2 separate regions of the Mus musculus genome follow, and region 2 is linked to region 1. A link is a contact called in public Hi-C data. All regions are on one chromosome and are shown on one strand. The core of a region is the stretch at or near the end of the contact, and the rest is flanking DNA. Distances in the headings are between cores, read along the strand shown.

What was found. Hi-C and Micro-C count contacts between places; a contact is called where the count stands out from the background.
Region 2: a contact with region 1 is called in a Hi-C map of cerebellum, with 5 times the contacts expected there. The contact joins two enhancer-like sites. A contact is called at or near these places in 1 of 39 promoter capture datasets (the C10 cell line), 2 of 15 datasets of contacts at CTCF or cohesin (embryonic stem cells and thymocytes), 10 of 484 Hi-C or Micro-C datasets (cerebellar granule neurons, cerebellum, cumulus cells and 3 more), 9 of 115 datasets of contacts at active chromatin or transcription factors (Th17 cells, astrocytes, double positive thymocytes and 5 more) and 4 of 9 other capture datasets (adipose tissue, embryonic stem cells, liver and 1 more).

What each region holds. Positions count from the first base shown.
Region 1 is chr7:63,750,247-63,758,104 of GRCm38.p6, forward strand. It overlaps Otud7a (OTU domain containing 7A), which reads left to right. Exons shown (of 14, transcript NM_130880.1): 12 at 4,386-4,500; 13 at 4,670-4,754; 14 at 7,064-7,858. Among named protein-coding and RNA genes, the nearest start is that of Gm39023, 98 kb to the right of the region's middle. Within about 2 kb of position 3,380, at least 103 of the 459 cell types and tissues checked have an H3K27ac peak or open chromatin away from gene starts, as enhancers often do. A contact at or near this core is called in cerebellum, where this site is marked.
Region 2 is chr7:63,987,222-63,995,079 of GRCm38.p6, forward strand. The region is part of intron 1 of Gm32633 (predicted gene, 32633); the gene reads left to right. Among named protein-coding and RNA genes, the nearest start is that of Gm32633, 4.3 kb to the left of the region's middle. Within about 2 kb of position 4,535, at least 62 of the 459 cell types and tissues checked have an H3K27ac peak or open chromatin away from gene starts, as enhancers often do. A contact at or near this core is called in cerebellum, where this site is marked.

The DNA of each region.
Region 1 (7,858 bases), core at 2,130-4,629:
TTCCTCAACTGAAGCTCCTTTCTCTGTGATAACTCCAGCTGTGTCAAGTTGACACAAAACTAGCCAGTACAGGTGGGTCTGTTTGGTTGGGTTTTTTTTTGTCTGTCTGTCTGTCTGTCTGTTTGTTTGTTTGTTTGTTTGTTTGTTTGAGTGTATATGTTTCTTAACATTTTTCTCTGCCTTGCTCTCATTTCTCTGGAGTGACAGTACACCGATCTTAAGTTGTCTATCACTGACCTGCAGTTCTTGGGTGCTCTGCCTCCTGCCCAACCTTTCCTACTTTGTATTTCAGTATGGCTGATTCTGATTGGTCAGTCTTGATGTTCATCGTCTTTCCTTGGCTGTGACTCTCTCAAAGCTGTTCTTCATCTGTTTTAGTTTGTTGTGGGGTCTGTTTTGGTTTTGTTTTTTACTGTTATTGTTTTATTTCTAGCTCTTCTCTTTGATACTTTCTTCTCTCTACAATCAGATATCAATTCCTGCATGGTGCCCACAGTATTATAGACGGATACATTCAGTCCCCAATAGCTGCAACACCTCAGTTGTGTCTAAGTTGGCACCCACTGGTATTCTGATGCAAATAAAGTGGAGTGGGCTGCACTTGCTCTAACACTGACGTGATATGAGACGTGAGCATACATACCATAGTGTTGTGTCTTTTTAGAGAATTGGGCCCTTTAGCATTGTCTCTGGTACCATAATGATTTTCATAAACCAGGTAAGGTGAAAGATAATGAAGTGGTGTCTTTAAAGACGAAAGAAAAACTTCTATTCTCAAATTATCTATTAAATAGCTCCATGGCATGCAGGAGTCATGCTTTCTCAAACAAAAGAGAACAACTTCACGCCTGCACACCAGTGTTAGAGTCTTCTCAACACATTAGAATGTGGGTTTCTTTCCTCCTTCCTCAAAGGTTGTTTTGTTTTGTTTTGTTTTGCTGAAAGTCAGTCATTTTTCTAAGCAGAGAAGACTGGGGAAATCACTTCGTTCCTGGAAACAGGCACACTTTTTTTTTCTTTAGTGTGCATGTTGAAAGCTGTCAGGACACACAAGGCAGGTCACCCCCTCCTGGTAGCACAGAACACTGTCCTAACTGTACCCCGAGTTTGTGGACCTGAGCTCTGCAACTTGTGCTCCTGCTCCTTGGTGGAGAGGAGAGCGCAAGCTCTGCAGAGAACACACCTTGGGATGTTTGCCCATCTTCTGTGGGGCTGGGGGAGGTGGAGGGTGCACCCATGTTCTCATGCTTATGGGAGCCAAAGGTCAATATTGTGTCTTCCTCAGTCCCTTTGTGCCTTTTATTTTGAGACATGGTCTATTGCTGATGTAGCTCAACTGGCTGTCCAGCGAGCCCCAGCTCCTCCTATCTCAAGCTCCCCAGCCCTGAGATTACAAGTATGAATTTTTGCACCTAGCCTTTAATAGGTGCTGGGTTTTGAAACTCATGTTTTCAAGGAGGAGAGTTTACCAACTGAGACATTCCTCTAGCCCCTCACCCATCCTTTTTGTGAACACCATGCTCAGTCCTATAGATGGGAGCCTGTAAGAGCCAACTGGTTTCTTATTTCTCTTTTCTAGAGGAAGAGCCTGCATAACTTCACTGGCTTGCATTCTTCTTTCATGCATATAACACATCTAGCTGAGTTCTTCGTACTGGGGTCAAGTCAACCCCTCCAGGTTGTCTCCACCTTCCCTCAGAGGCATTTTTCTTTCCTTCAAATTTGAGTCACTTAGACTGGCTGAGCCATCCACTCAGGGGTAGGCTAAAGACACGCTGAGAATCTGTAGCTTTCTCATTGTAATGGTAACCTCAAGCAGAAATATCCATTGTGTTTCATAGAATGAAAACTCCAAATCTTCATGGGCCAGTTAGAGATGCTGTAGTAGGCTTACAGGCTAAATGTAAGAGAGAGTTCTTTCCAAAGCAAACCGAAGAGTAAATCCTCTAAGGCCCATTTTGAAAGCTGTTGCTGTTATTGACATTTGCCACCAGGGGGTGCTCTATGATGCCGCCATTTGTTTGCCTGGGTAAAGCAGATGTTTTTCCATGTACAATGGGACAAACATGAAGTGCAATTGATGCTCATGAGGACAGCCTGTTTTTGAGATGCCCTTGGCTGCACCTCCCCTCAGCCTTCAAACAGGCAGCAGCTCATACTCGAAAGATCAGGTGTGAGCTGTATGTCTCCAGCCCCTCACTTAGGACGTAGTCTTCACCCCAGGACAGGAGAGTTGACAGACTGTCAGACTCTTTCTAGGTAGCCAGCACTAGAATCTTCAGATGTATTTCAGTTGTCTTCTCAGAGTAGACAGACCAGGAACCCAGTCCAGGCTATCTGCTGAGGGTAAGAATCCCCAGGCACGCTGTAGCCGTAAGGTAAGAAAGCTGGGACGTCCTGGTTTAGGTAATTTATCAGAAACCAGACAAAATCATAGTGGCTCAGGTTGGGCTCCCAAGTCAACAAAGCCTATGCTGGAGTTCTGGTTAGCAGACAGTTCTTCTCCCAATGAGGTTCAAGAGCCTGCTCCTGACGTCATATACTTGCATTGTCTGTGTAGGAGACATGGGCAGAGAGGGAAACGTCCCCTAAGCCTGGCCATATTGCCCAGAACTGACCATATTACTTTGCTCACAGCCTGTGCATTCAGCTAAGCAAACCACTCCCCACCACACCCCCTTGCTAAGAGGATGGAAAGTATAGTCACAGCTGGCCCATGAAGGGGTAGACAGCCTGACCCAGAACACCCAAATTATACCCACAGGAATTATTTCTGACAAGTTATTATCCTCTATAACAATCTTTTCCAAAACACCTTGATTTGAAGATCCACAGGGAAGCTTATTTACAACGTAGCCCTCCATCCTGATTCAGGACCCTTGCGTTGGCCCTCTGTATGAAGTACAGATCCCTAGGGGACACAATTCTAGTGAGTCTGGGATGCAGTGTCCCTAAGGATCACCTCTGCTGTCCCCCAGCCACCGGTAGGAAGCCACACCAAAGCCTCAATGTGTGTTTGCTGACCTACAAGACAGGCTGAGCTCAGCCCTGGAAACGAAAGCCACATCAAAGCAGAATGAGATGTCCCAGTCCCCTCCCCCGTCAGACCTTACCTACACTGCTCCATGGCTGGCCACACACAAGGAAAACCCCTAAACTGGCTGGTGATCCACAAAACTGCCTTTCATCTGTTTAGGTGGGAAGAAAGGGGGTGGGGTGGGGGGGGAGAAGCAGTTTGCACTCACAGTCTCTTTAGAAACACTAGAGGGCAGCATTGAGTCGCATCTAATTTCTCAACTTTGCAGTATTGGCTCCTGGATTTTCTGTGTTTTGTTTGCCTTTTTGTTCTTGCCATGGCACTGCTAGTATGAATCATAGGCTACGGGCAAGCAAAGGAACAAAGCAGCTGCCAGGGGCCCTGAGCTGGGCTTCTCTGCGGTGGTGAGACTCCAGAGGGGTGGGGCATCCTGAGCGAAGTGACAGAAAGGAGACTGGTACTCATTAGGAAGGTGGAATTTGGAAACCATCTCCACACTTCTTCCTGTTCACTACCCCTGACAACACCCTGAGGAGAAAGCAGATGTGACATTAAGGATTCCATTTGCTAGGAGCAGGGATCCCTCGGGAACTCATCAGATCTCAGTACACCTGTAGGTAGATACTGACCCCACCCATACTGGTCTCGGTGGCTGGTGTGCCTCTGTCCAGATGCTTTGTGGTGAACCAGCTCCTCTGAGAAGTAACAGGCCAGACTCCCCCACCTAATCACCACCGCCACAGAAGGCTCCCTCTCTGCTCCCCTTTTAAAGGGGCTGTAGGCCAACACTGCCTCTCCTGGACTTGTCACTAGATGCTTTCTGTAGGAGCCTGCTGCCTGGTCCTATGCAGATGAGCTCCCTGGTGGGGGCGGGGGGTGCAGCCCCCACCTCCAGTCTTGCCTCAGCAGAGCTCAGCTCACACCTCTCCCAACTTGCAAATTCTGCCCTTCTCTGAGATGAAATGGAGGCAAGGAGCAGGTCATCCAAAAGTGGCCTTCCGTGGTTCACCACACCCATCTGGGTTTTTCTTCGGAAATAGCAAAAGCACCCATAGCTTTTTCTCATCCTGACAGCAGAGAGATGCCTGCCCTCTAACAGAAAGAGACCCTGTCAGTCCAGGTGATGCCTCCACCTGCTTGCTCTTCGCCTACATAATAGAAACAAGTTTGAAACCTATAGTCTTAACATTCGTGGTATGCAAGTTCTGAGTCTACCTTCTGTCTCCATTAGGTTACCTGCCCTGGGACAGCTATTTTTGAATTTCTGAGCTCTGAACTCTGCTGGTGCCTCCAGCCTCCTGGCAGGCAGATGAGGTGCCTGTCACCATGCCTCTCTCTTCTGTTTCAGCTGTGATCCCTCTGACGGATTCGGAACACAAGCTGCTGCCCTTGCACTTTGCTGTGGACCCGGGAAAGGACTGGGAATGGGGGAAAGATGACAACGACAATGCCCGGTTAGCCAAGTAAGACCTGCCCCGCAGTCCAGTCCGGACCCCAACACCCTGCGGGAGAGTGGTGGTGACAGGACTCCTGTTGGGATTTGGGGGACTAAAGGGCAGGGAGAGGATTGCACGCGCAGGCGAGTGAGCTCCTGCCACCTCCGGAGCTTCTCACTGGGTGTTCTTTTGTCAGCCTCATCCTGTCCCTAGAAGCCAAGCTGAACCTTCTACACAGCTACATGAATGTGACGTGGATCCGCATCCCCTCCGAGACCCGGGTGAGCCTCGAGTGCACGAAGCCCCACCCAGTGACCGGGCAGCAGCCGCTCTGTGCGGTGCGGGCAATGCTGTGCCTCCCCAAAGTCTCCACGCAGCGCAGCGCTCGGCTCCACGCCTTGGGGAGGTCCCACACCTTCATGCCCCAGAACCGGACCCAGCTACTGATTCCTAGTCCAAACACTTCCTCCCGGTGGGAGGCGGGCGCGTATTAGGGGCCCTCCCTCTCCCCCACCCCCCTCCACCTCTTATTTTACACAGCAGGAGAAGAATAAACACACCCACTCACAAAGCAAACCGTAGGCAAGTCAAAACACAAAACTATCTCTGCAGAGATCGGAACAAAATGTGCCGCGGCAGAGCGGAATTAATTATAACTGTGTGTGGATCCTTAGAAAATCTAGGGAACCAACAGCGCTAGTCCTCAGCGCGCGCCCTTCCCCTCCCTGAGGCGGAGGTGGCCTCCGGTGGAGCTAGCAGAAGGCGGAGAGACGCGGACCCATCCCGGGGGTGGGATGGGGGTTGCCCCTGCTTGCAGATGCTGAGAGATTCTTTTTAAGTTTGTGACTGATGTTTTCATAATCTTGGGAGGGAACTCCCAAGGGAAGGGATTTGTGAAAATTGCTTGCAAATAATTGGTCCTCCCTGACATCCGTTTACTTATGTATCCAGCGGATTCAAAGTACTGAAAGGAGACATCCCGCTGAATGGCTCCTGCCCCACTGTTCTGATTGCTCACTTCCGCTTCGCCTGGACATCATCCAAGTAGGGCGCCCCCACGTGGCTCTGATTCGCCATGTTCTTGGGGCACAAGAGACAGCCAGTCAGTGACAGAATCTTGCCTCTCTCATGCTGGAAGGTGCCACTGTGCCCCAGGATGATGCTCTGTAGCACCTACGTGGTATGCAATGGCAGCAGCCCTAGATCCATAATCAGTACCTTCCAGCTGAGCACATCTTTTCCCTACAAAGAGCAGGATGCATGGCCAGACCTTGGTGACCTCCATATCAAGTACAAAGCTCAGCAGACAACCCCACTGCTAAAGGGCACACAGCCAAGGCCCCTCTCTTACTGGGGCCCCTTTCCCTGTTTCAACCTTGAAGCTGACACTCTTTACCATCCCCGGCAAGCCAACCTAAAACTCAACTCTCTCCAAACTCAAGTGAAAGGAGGGATTTCTGCCTGGGTGGTGGTCAGCACAGGTCTGCCAGCCTTGCTTCTACTGACCTAGCCACAGCAGCTCATCCTTCTGGAACCTGCTTGAGCAGAGGAAAAGAATAAAGTGAGGAGCAATGGCTTCTCCCTTCTCTTCTAAAGACCAGAAAAGGCCTGCCCAGGCATGTACTAGTTCCTGACACACCCAGATGCAGGCTGGAGAGATGCTGTCTTTCCAATGACTCTCCTCACAGGAAGGTCCCTCTTTGGAGAACTTATGGCAGCTGCCTACCCAGCATGACCTCCTCTCATAGCCTTCTCAGGCTTGCCACCTATCCCAGAGATTGGCCTAGCCATGCTCTGCATGGTCTCGCCCTCACTGGCTGCCCCCAGGTAGTGTCGTCCAGGTTATTGTCCATGGCATTCCTTCACTAGTGCCATCCCACAAGACCCCACATCCTCACTGGAAGCCATTTCCAGCATCCTTTTCAGCTTAGCATTCCATTTGTAGTTAGAGAAGGGAACTCCTGAAGTAGCATGTCATAGCTGGATAAAGGGAGTGGTGGTCCAAGATGAAGAACGGGGTTTAGGGCAAGGTGCATAGCCCCTGCTTGGAATAAGTAGGTGATCCATCTGTGTGGGAGAGATGCTGTCTTCCTTGCTGCCCTCTGCCTTTACACGGAGATCTGGGACATGTTTCTAATGGTGCCAGTAGTCTGACCATGGAGGAAGGCCAGAGTGTGGACCTAGTGTTTCTTTATAAAATACACTGAGGACACCAGCTAGGTCATGGGCATTCTGGCCCTATTCATCCACTCAGAATTCTAGACTTTCTGGTATCTGTGAATTCTAAGAGAAAGTTCATGTATCCTCCCTCAAAGGATGGGCACTGAGGTTTGAGGTCCCTACATAGCATTCTGTCAACATCTATAAGCCTGTGTCCAACCTTACAACAGTTAAGTGCTCTGTGGGCTCCTATTCCATAAACACCTCCATCCCTCTCTGGTAGACAGCCCCCACCCCCAACACCTACAGCAGCAGAGTCCCCACAAAGAAACTCCTATATCCCAGTCTCAGCTCCACCTGTGTTCTTGGGGCCTACACGAGGACAGCTTTTCTGTATGTAACCTTCCTTTCTTGCCTTCCCTCCCCACAGGCTCCCCTTGCACAGCCAGAGTCTCCAACGGCCTCAGCAGGGGAGGATGTACAGTCCCTGGCGGAATCGCTGGACTCGGACCGCGATTCTGTGTGCAGCAATTCCAACAGCAATAATGGCAAGAATGGTAAGGACAAAGAGAAGGAGAAACAGCGCAAGGACAAGGACAAGACGCGCGCGGACTCCGTGGCCAACAAGCTGGGCAGCTTCAGCAAGACGCTGGGCATCAAGCTAAAGAAAAACATGGGCGGGCTAGGCGGCCTGGTGCACGGTAAGATGGGTCGTGCCAACTCTGCCAACGGCAAAAACGGCGACAGCGCTGAGCGCAACAAGGAGAAAAAGTCCAAGTCGCGCAAGGGCAGCAAGGAGGAATCGGGAGCGTCAGCGAGCACCTCGCCGTCGGAGAAGACCACGCCGTCGCCCACGGACAAAGCGTCGGGAGCGTCGCCGGCCGACAAGGGGAGCGGGTCAAGAGGCGATGCCTGGAAGTACAGCACGGACGTAAAGCTGAGCCTCAACATCCTGCGCGCCGCCATGCAAGGCGAGCGCAAATTCATCTTCGCCGGCCTGCTGCTCACCAGCCACCGGCACCAGTTTCACGAGGAGATGATCGGCTACTACCTGACCAGCGCGCAGGAGCGCTTTAGCGCGGAGCAAGAACAGCGGCGGCGGGACGCCGCGGCGGCTGCCGCAGCAGCCACGGCCACCGCCACGGTCAAGCGGCCAGCGCGCAGGCCAGAGGCCGAAGGTGCGCCGGGCCCGGAGCGCGCCTCGCCGGGCCCGACAGCCGCGCAG
Region 2 (7,858 bases), core at 3,285-5,784, 240 kb after region 1:
GGCTCTGCTGGAAAAACTATGACAGGATATCTAAATCGCGGGAGGACAGTTGGTGTCAACCATGGCCACTATGGAGCTACAAAGATCGGTGCAGAGAGAGGGCGGCTTGTGTTTGGTGTAAGGTTCCCAAGTCAGTCTCATAGGCCAGATTTGGGAAATCAAAGGAACCTTTGCGTTTAAGTTGAACACTCCCAATTGACCAGCAGCAGTCCCTTTTGTCGGTTTGGCTGGTTTGCTGGAGTCCAGGTAGCAGAAAGCAGGTGAGAGACTCTGGGCAGGACTATGCTGCTGCTCTTTGGTTTATTCCTAAGAAAAGGAGGTGTAAGTGGAGGAAAGCAAGGTGCAGGGAGGGTGCAAACAACCTGGCTCACGATATAGGAACAATGCTATTTGCTTGGCTTGAGGCTAGGTGTAGCTATGTAGTTCTAGAACTACATTCTCCTGTCTCCGACTCCTTAGCATTGGGATTATAGGTGAATGATATGATGTCCAGCCAATAGTATATTACTGAAAAATTACACATTATTAGGCTCAAGAGTACCTGGGGGACAGGTGCAGCTCTCATTAAATAACCAGGCTTTGGCTTGCATGTGTGGGGTGCCTGTTATTCAACCTTTGGGAACCAGGCTGAGCCCTGCCTAGCAAAGGTGCCTCAACGCTGGGATGGGGACAGATGGCCACAGCCTTTATTAGAGATAGGAGGATGTTAGCTCCGAGAGGCTCTCACAGGCTCTCTCCTCCATTGTCCACTTCCTTTACAAGGATCGAAGCATGAAGAGTTCAATGCCCTGGCCTGCATCTGAGAGAATGTACAGCCACCTGGCCTTCCACAGCACTGGCCCTGTCTGCAAGGTCTTTCCCCTGCCTCTTAGAGAATCTGCTCCCAGCTCTCAGACAAGGTGGTGGCCTGTGGGAGTTGAGGGGGCTGCTACAGAATGGAACCTGAGATAAGTCTCTCATGGCCTTACGGTGAGGAAAGAATCCAAACTGGAAGCGAATGGAAAGTAGACTGAGCTAGAGATGGGAGTATAGAGAGGGTCTCCCTTGTCCTTAGTGGTTCATTCCTACTGCCAGGAACAGGCTGTCAGTGGATTACCCTTTCTTCTTCCCCAGGAATTACATTCTGCTTTCAAGGGAAGCCCTAGCGCGAGACTCACTCCACCTCATCTGTGTCCAGTGCTCCACTAATTTCCATGGTGCAGATCTCAGCCCTGGAGGTTCATCTTCCTAAGGAATGCTGGGACTCCCTGGTCCTCTCTCCTGGTGCATGGTCCATTCTTCTTGTTCTTTACAGGCATGCTTTTCAAGACACCCAACTTTGCATGGCACTGCTTGTCAGAAGCCAGAGCCTAGGGCCAACCCCGGGTCCCAGATAGCATGTACCCAGCAAAACAGTCACTATCAGGAGGGACCTTGGGCGAAGGGGGCCTGCTGGCTGATGCAGCATCCTGACCTGTGAGTAGTTCCAGGGGTCTAGAGCTGGGACAACAGTCTTCTCTGAATACTACTCTCATGAAGAAGAGAGAAGACTGATTAAATTAAAATATGAAAGAGAGGGTCTCCCTGCAGCATCCAGGGAAACCCTAATTCTTGGCAGCTGGGGGGTAGTTGGGTAGGAGGAGTGTGAAAGGCTGGTTTGGAGGACAAGGCTATATGGGTATTGTGGAATCCTCAGCTCCTGCCTGCTGTGGTCTGCAATTGGGAGGTGTGGGAGCTGCAGGCTCCTGTGAGTATAACAGCCCCATAGAAGTGACCATTCTCGTCCCACTTGATAACCATGTAATGGTCTCAAGAAGGATAAGAGTCTAACCAGATAATGTTCATCTCACAGAACCTGCTTCTGTGGCCTCTCAGTATGAGATTACTGATAGGCAGGGAGGAACAGACCCCCATGCAGCCAGCTGGGGGGGTGCAGAACCCTTTGAGGGAGGCATTACAGTCTGGACATGAAGTGTCAGACTTGTTCCTCAGCTGGTGGAGCAAATCATCGAGGGTTACCAGCTAGTTCCTGAGGGCTCTGACCAAATAGGTTAGTCACTGATGGGTTCCTATTAATGGCATTACTGGCAGGTGATGGAAACTTCCAGCAGCAGAGCCTCCGTGAAATAAGTGGGCCATTGGGAATATGGTCTCAGTAGCTAAACCTTTACCCAGATCCCTCTTTGCACAGCTGTGAAATTCTCTCTCCCCACAAGGCCACAGCAATGGACCAGAACTTCATCTGGGAGCCCAAATGGGTCTCTCCTCCTCTGACATATTTATCTCAGGCATTTGTAGCAGCAATGAAAAATCTAGTGTAGGAGGCAAGTTGTTTTGTTTGTTTTGGGGTGTGTGTGTGTGTGTGTGTGTGTGTGTATGCATGCATGTGTGAGCATGTTTAATGGCTAATTGTTAGAAAATACATATAAGCCTGTCAGCACACTCCTTTAATCCTACCACTTGGGAGGCAGAGGCAGGTGGATCTCTGAGTTCAAGGCCAACTTGGTCTATAGAACAAGTTCCAGGACAGCCAGGGTTATGCAGAGAAACCCTGTCTTGAGAAATTAAAAATAAACAGACAATGTAAAACAAATAAATCACTTTTAAGTGCATAGGCCAGAGGTGGTCAGCAGACTTATAGTGCTGTGTGACCATCACATCTGTCCTGGTTACAGTTACTAGTGCTCTGATGAAACACCATGACCAACACTTTCACATTACTGTTTATCACCAGAGGAAGTCAGGACAGGAAGTCCAACAGGACAGGAACCTGGAATCTGGAGCTGACACAGTGACCATATAGCTATGCTGCTTACTGGCTAGTTCCTCAGGGCTTGCTCATCCTGCTTTTGTATAGAACCCAGAGCCAATAGCCCATTTACAATAGGCTGGGCCTTACCCAATGATCACTAGTTAAGAAAATGTCCTATGGGCTTGCCTAAAGCCAGATCTTATGGGGGCATTTTCTTCCTTTGAGATTCCCTCCTCTCAGATGACTATCAGCTGTGTCAAGGTGACCTAAAACTAGCTAGCATAGCATCCAAACCACAGAAGTCTTTTTCTCTTGCAAAACGGAAACTCTGCCTGGTTAAGCAACAAACTTCCCAACTTCCCTCCCAGCTCCAGACAACCATCTTCCCCACCTCTCCATGAAACTGAGGGCTCTGGACACTTTGGATGAGCAGAGAGAGCTATCTGGGTATGTCCTCTGTAACTGGCCGACTTCACTTTGTGTGCCTACCATCCGCAGCTTCCTCCATGGTTTGCAGCAGGTGTCACAGGGGAGGGAGGAGTTTCGGGCTGCAGATTTCACAGGTCCAGGCACCACCTAGAACAATAGCCTGTGCCCAGACCCAGGAAGAATGGAAGTGCGGATGGGTTAGAACCATCCCCATAGGCAGCCCTTCCCTGAGGCAGAACTTCCTATTCAGGCAGGGACCTGGGGCAACATTGCTCCCGTGTTATAGGATGACTCTTGGAGTAGCTGGGAAGGGACAGCCCAAACTACACGCTGAGGAATGCCAGGACCATGAGGAGAAAAGCGAGGAGAGGTGAGGTCCAAACCCAGGTTGCTGCATTTACTAATGTGTCAAAGAGGAAGCATTGTTGAGAAACTCAGTGTGACTGCCTTTTGAGGGCCAGGGATGACAGTAAAGCTGCTGTGGGTGACAGGGTGGCCATAGAGTAGTTGACAGGTGGTGCCACTTTATTGTCAGAAGCAAGGTGGCTACAATTATCTCAGTGAGTGGCCAGCTGGATAACAGCTGGGGCCACCATCCAAAGAGGTGGGCTCGTGGGAAGTCAGCTAGGGTACTACCCAGTTCCAAAAATTAATACCCTGGATGGACATCAAAGAGACTAGAAGCACCCTTTTCCCAAACCCTCTCATCCCATGCCGGTTCTCAGGCAGAGGATCCAGGTTGAAGGAGAGGCGCATTTAGGGCAGATGTACCACCAAGGTGAGTGTGTGAGTGATGAGCCTAGGCTTCCAACAAGGGACCCTAATCATTCCCATTTCGTTGGTTATCCAAGCACAGGGCCATGGGGAGCATCGAGAAGCCTTCAGGACTGGGCCAGTCTGAACTGACTCGGTGTAGAGATGGCAGGGTCTCCATTGTGTCTATTAGAGAAGACCATGGGGAACCAGGCCTGGTATCCCTGCTACATGAGGCAGTCCTGGGAGTAGTCTATCTCCTGTACCCCATAGCAGCTGCTCTTGAGTACCCCACTTACCATTTCTGTAAGGCAAGATAAGATTAAACTGCCCACCCTCCCTTTCAGTTTTGGGAGGTGAAGCCGACTACAAAGGGAATGGCTGTGTCTCTTTTACAGCTGCTCAGGCCTCATGACAGCAAGGGCCAGGCCAGGCTTGAGGAAAAAGCTGGAGTGGTTGGGCCCAGACAGGGCTCCATGGAGCTGCAAGGGGCTTGAGTTTGAAGTCCGCGTGTTGGCATGTGCAGCCCGCTCTTCAGGGCAGATGGTGTTCCCCAGGCTGTGGGTAGAAGCTCCTTTGTAGACAGCATTCACACAGCCTGGGTTTCAACCCAAAATAGCTTCCTCTCCTCACCCCGAGCAGGGTGGCCAGCTGCTCCTCCTGCGCAGGTTCCTGGCCAAGGTGCAGCTCCACCTGGCCCATGTGCGGGTGGCACCAGGCTCCTGTACCTGCAGGGGCAGGCCATATTGGATGCTCAGGGGTGGGGTGGGGGGGCTTCTGTGGAAACCACCCTTGTGAGTTGGCAGTCAGGGCCAAGAAGGGAGGAGCCTTGGAGAACATGATGTAAGGGATTAGCCTGCCCAAGCCTGGAGCCCAGTGACATCCACCTGCCTCCCAGGGCAGCTCTGGAGCCAAGGCTACCCTTTCCCTAATTCATTCTCTATCTGCCCCCCCCCCCCCCCCCCGCAATCCCACCCGCGCATGCGTGCGTGTGTGTGTGTGTGTGTGTGTGTGTGTGTGCGCGCGCGCGCTATTTATTTATTTTTTTTAAATCACCAATAGCAGCCTTCTTCAGAGGCCTCCTGAAAATTTACCTTTCTGTCCAAGTCCAAATTTAGCCCTGACTTCCAGGCCTCTTACCATCTGGGCCTGCCAGGCCTCTGCCAAATGGATCAACCTGCCACAGAGTGGAGAAAACCCACTGCCCTGCTGCTTCCTGCATTGGAAAGCCCACTGTTCCTGCAACACACACCCACTGGGTTCGGGAAAGGCGTCGCTGACGCAGGCTTTGAGGCTATGCCTACCACTCCCTGATCCCCGCCAGGACCATATGCCATTTCACGTTTCAGACCGTGGCCATACACGGTGATAGTATCCATTTCACTTTGCACTGGTGGTCTTTGAAACCAAAGCCAAGAAGGCTGGAGCTGGGATTGAAAACTTGGGCCACCTAGAGCCTCCCTGGAAGGCCAGGCCACCCAGGGAGTGCCCCATGTTCCTTTGTTCCCAGCCAACCTGGATTACATTTGGGCCTCCTAATCAAGCTTTGCAACCCAGGAGGTCAACGTGCTGGTATTTGTAGATCCGTGCCAGACACTAGCCTGGGGAATCAGAGATGTGGACTATAGGTCTCTACTTCTCACAGCTGGCAAAGATGAAGAGAGCCAGGAGGAGGTTGGTCAGGGTGTCTAGAGATTTTCCCCATAGTTTAGTGTAGTTTGTCTTTTATCTCTTGACCACTGCAAATGCCAAATCTAGATAGAAGGAATAGTTCCTCACAGGCAGGGTAGGAGGTGCATGTCCAATCCTGTGGCTCTAGCCCTTCTTCTAGAACCTTCTTGTTTACTTTTGTCCCATAGCCTTGTGGCTGGAGTTAAATACTGGCTTGGCTCATGGTCCACCTTAGTCAGCGGTCCACTGTCTGATTTTCATCTTCAGCCTCTGCAACAAATTGTCAGTGTGGCTCTCAACCTTGGCCAAGCCATGAGTCCATTTTCTAAGGACTGTCTGATACACGAGACAAAGTAAAGAAAGAAGACTGATTATTTTAGGTTCACAGTCTCCAAGGCTGGAAAGTTCAAGGTCATATGGCCACAGCTGGAGATGGCTACCTGCCGCTTCCTAGGCAGGTAGAAGCTGAAAGATAGAGAAAGTATGCGTGCACAAGACAGAGAGGTCTAGCCTCCACTATAGCTAATACATTCTTCTGAGACATCTGCCTTGGTGATCCATTCCCCGCCCCACAGCACAGAGGAACTAACGTTCCTACGCCTGATTATTTAGAGGTCACGCTCAAGCCATAGAATAACCAAGAATTAAGAACAGGACTTTGCAGGCTGGAGAGATCCACCTCTTTGCAGTTAAGATGTACTTTGTGTACTGCTCTCCCAGAGGACCTGAGTTCATGGCCCAGCACCTATGTAGGATGACTTACAGACACGTGTGATTCCAGCTCCAGGGAATCCAACTCCCTCTTCTGCTCTCCATATGTGTACCTATGTGTACATACCCATACATATACACATACTAAAAATAAGTAAATTAAAAAAAAAAAACACCACCACCACCGACAACAACAACAAAAACAGCAACAACAGAAAAACCCAAGAAAACAACTGGAGTTTCTTTTGTTTGTTTGTTTGTTTGTTTGTTTTTGTTTTTTTGAGACAGGGTTTCTCTGTATAGCCCTGGCTGTCCTGGAACTCACTTTGTAGACCAGGCTGGCCTCGAAATCAGAAATCTGCCTGCCTCTGCCTCCCGAGTGCTGGGAAAGGGAACTGGAGGATGCGGGCATCAATCCTGCTACCTCTCACATGCTAAGCGAGCGCTCTACCATTTGAGCTAATCCCCCTCTCAACTGGAGTTCTCAACCCGGCTAGCTGTACTTCTGAATGTTGACCGACTACGGATGCTTGGATTCTGTCCCCTAGGTTCGTGGGAATCCCCTTCTTATCCCATGAATTCTGTGACAGTCAGGGTTATGTAGGGGAACAGAACTGAGTGAGCATATAAAACAAAGGAAATGTATTAGATTGTCTTATAGGATATGTGCTGGGTAGTCTAGCAATGAAAGTCTGCACCCTGGCCAGACTGAGAACTGCGACCTGCTCAGTCCCCAAGGCCAGAAACCTCAATGATCCCAAGCTGGCACTGAGTTATGGAGGATTCCTGGAGATCTGATCTTTAGTTCATGGTGGAAGGTCAAAGAAGCTGGGTTAAGCAACAGCTAAGGATGGCAGCAGCAGAGGCAGCAACCAAAGGCTGCACTTGCCAGCAAGGTGCAAGGCAGGCACATGAGACGTATTTCTCACCTCTCTATGTCTGGGCAGCAGATGGTGGGTTCTACTACTCCGAGGAAAGGGCTTTTCTGTCTTAGCCAATGGGCCCAGGATATACCCTTGAAGACCTACCCAGAGGTGTGTCTCTTAGTTGTTCCCATATCCAGTCAAACTGACAACAATCACATTTACATTTCACTCTCCTTTCCCAGCTCAGCCTTCCTTCTTTAAAAAAAGATTTATTTATTTTTATTATGTATATGAATACACTGTAGCATTACAGATGGTTGTGAGTCATCATGTGGTTGCTGGGAATTGAACTCAGGACCTCTGCTTGCTCTGGCCCAAAGAATTATTTATTATTTTATGTAAGTACACTTTACCTGTCTTCAGACACACCAGAAGAGGGCGTCAGATCTCATTACAGATGGTTGTGAGCCACTATGTGGTTGCTGGAATTTGAACTCAGGACCTTCGGAAGAGCAACCAGTGCTCTTAACTGCTGAGCCATCTCTCCAGCCCTCACCCTTCTTTTTAACAGCTTGTTTTTGATGATAACCTCCAAGCACCAAAGCCACAGCATAGCCTAATGGTATCTTATCAATGACAGTCTTTTTAAGAAGATGATAGGCCATCTTCCCCATATTCCCTGGGGCTTAGAGGACAG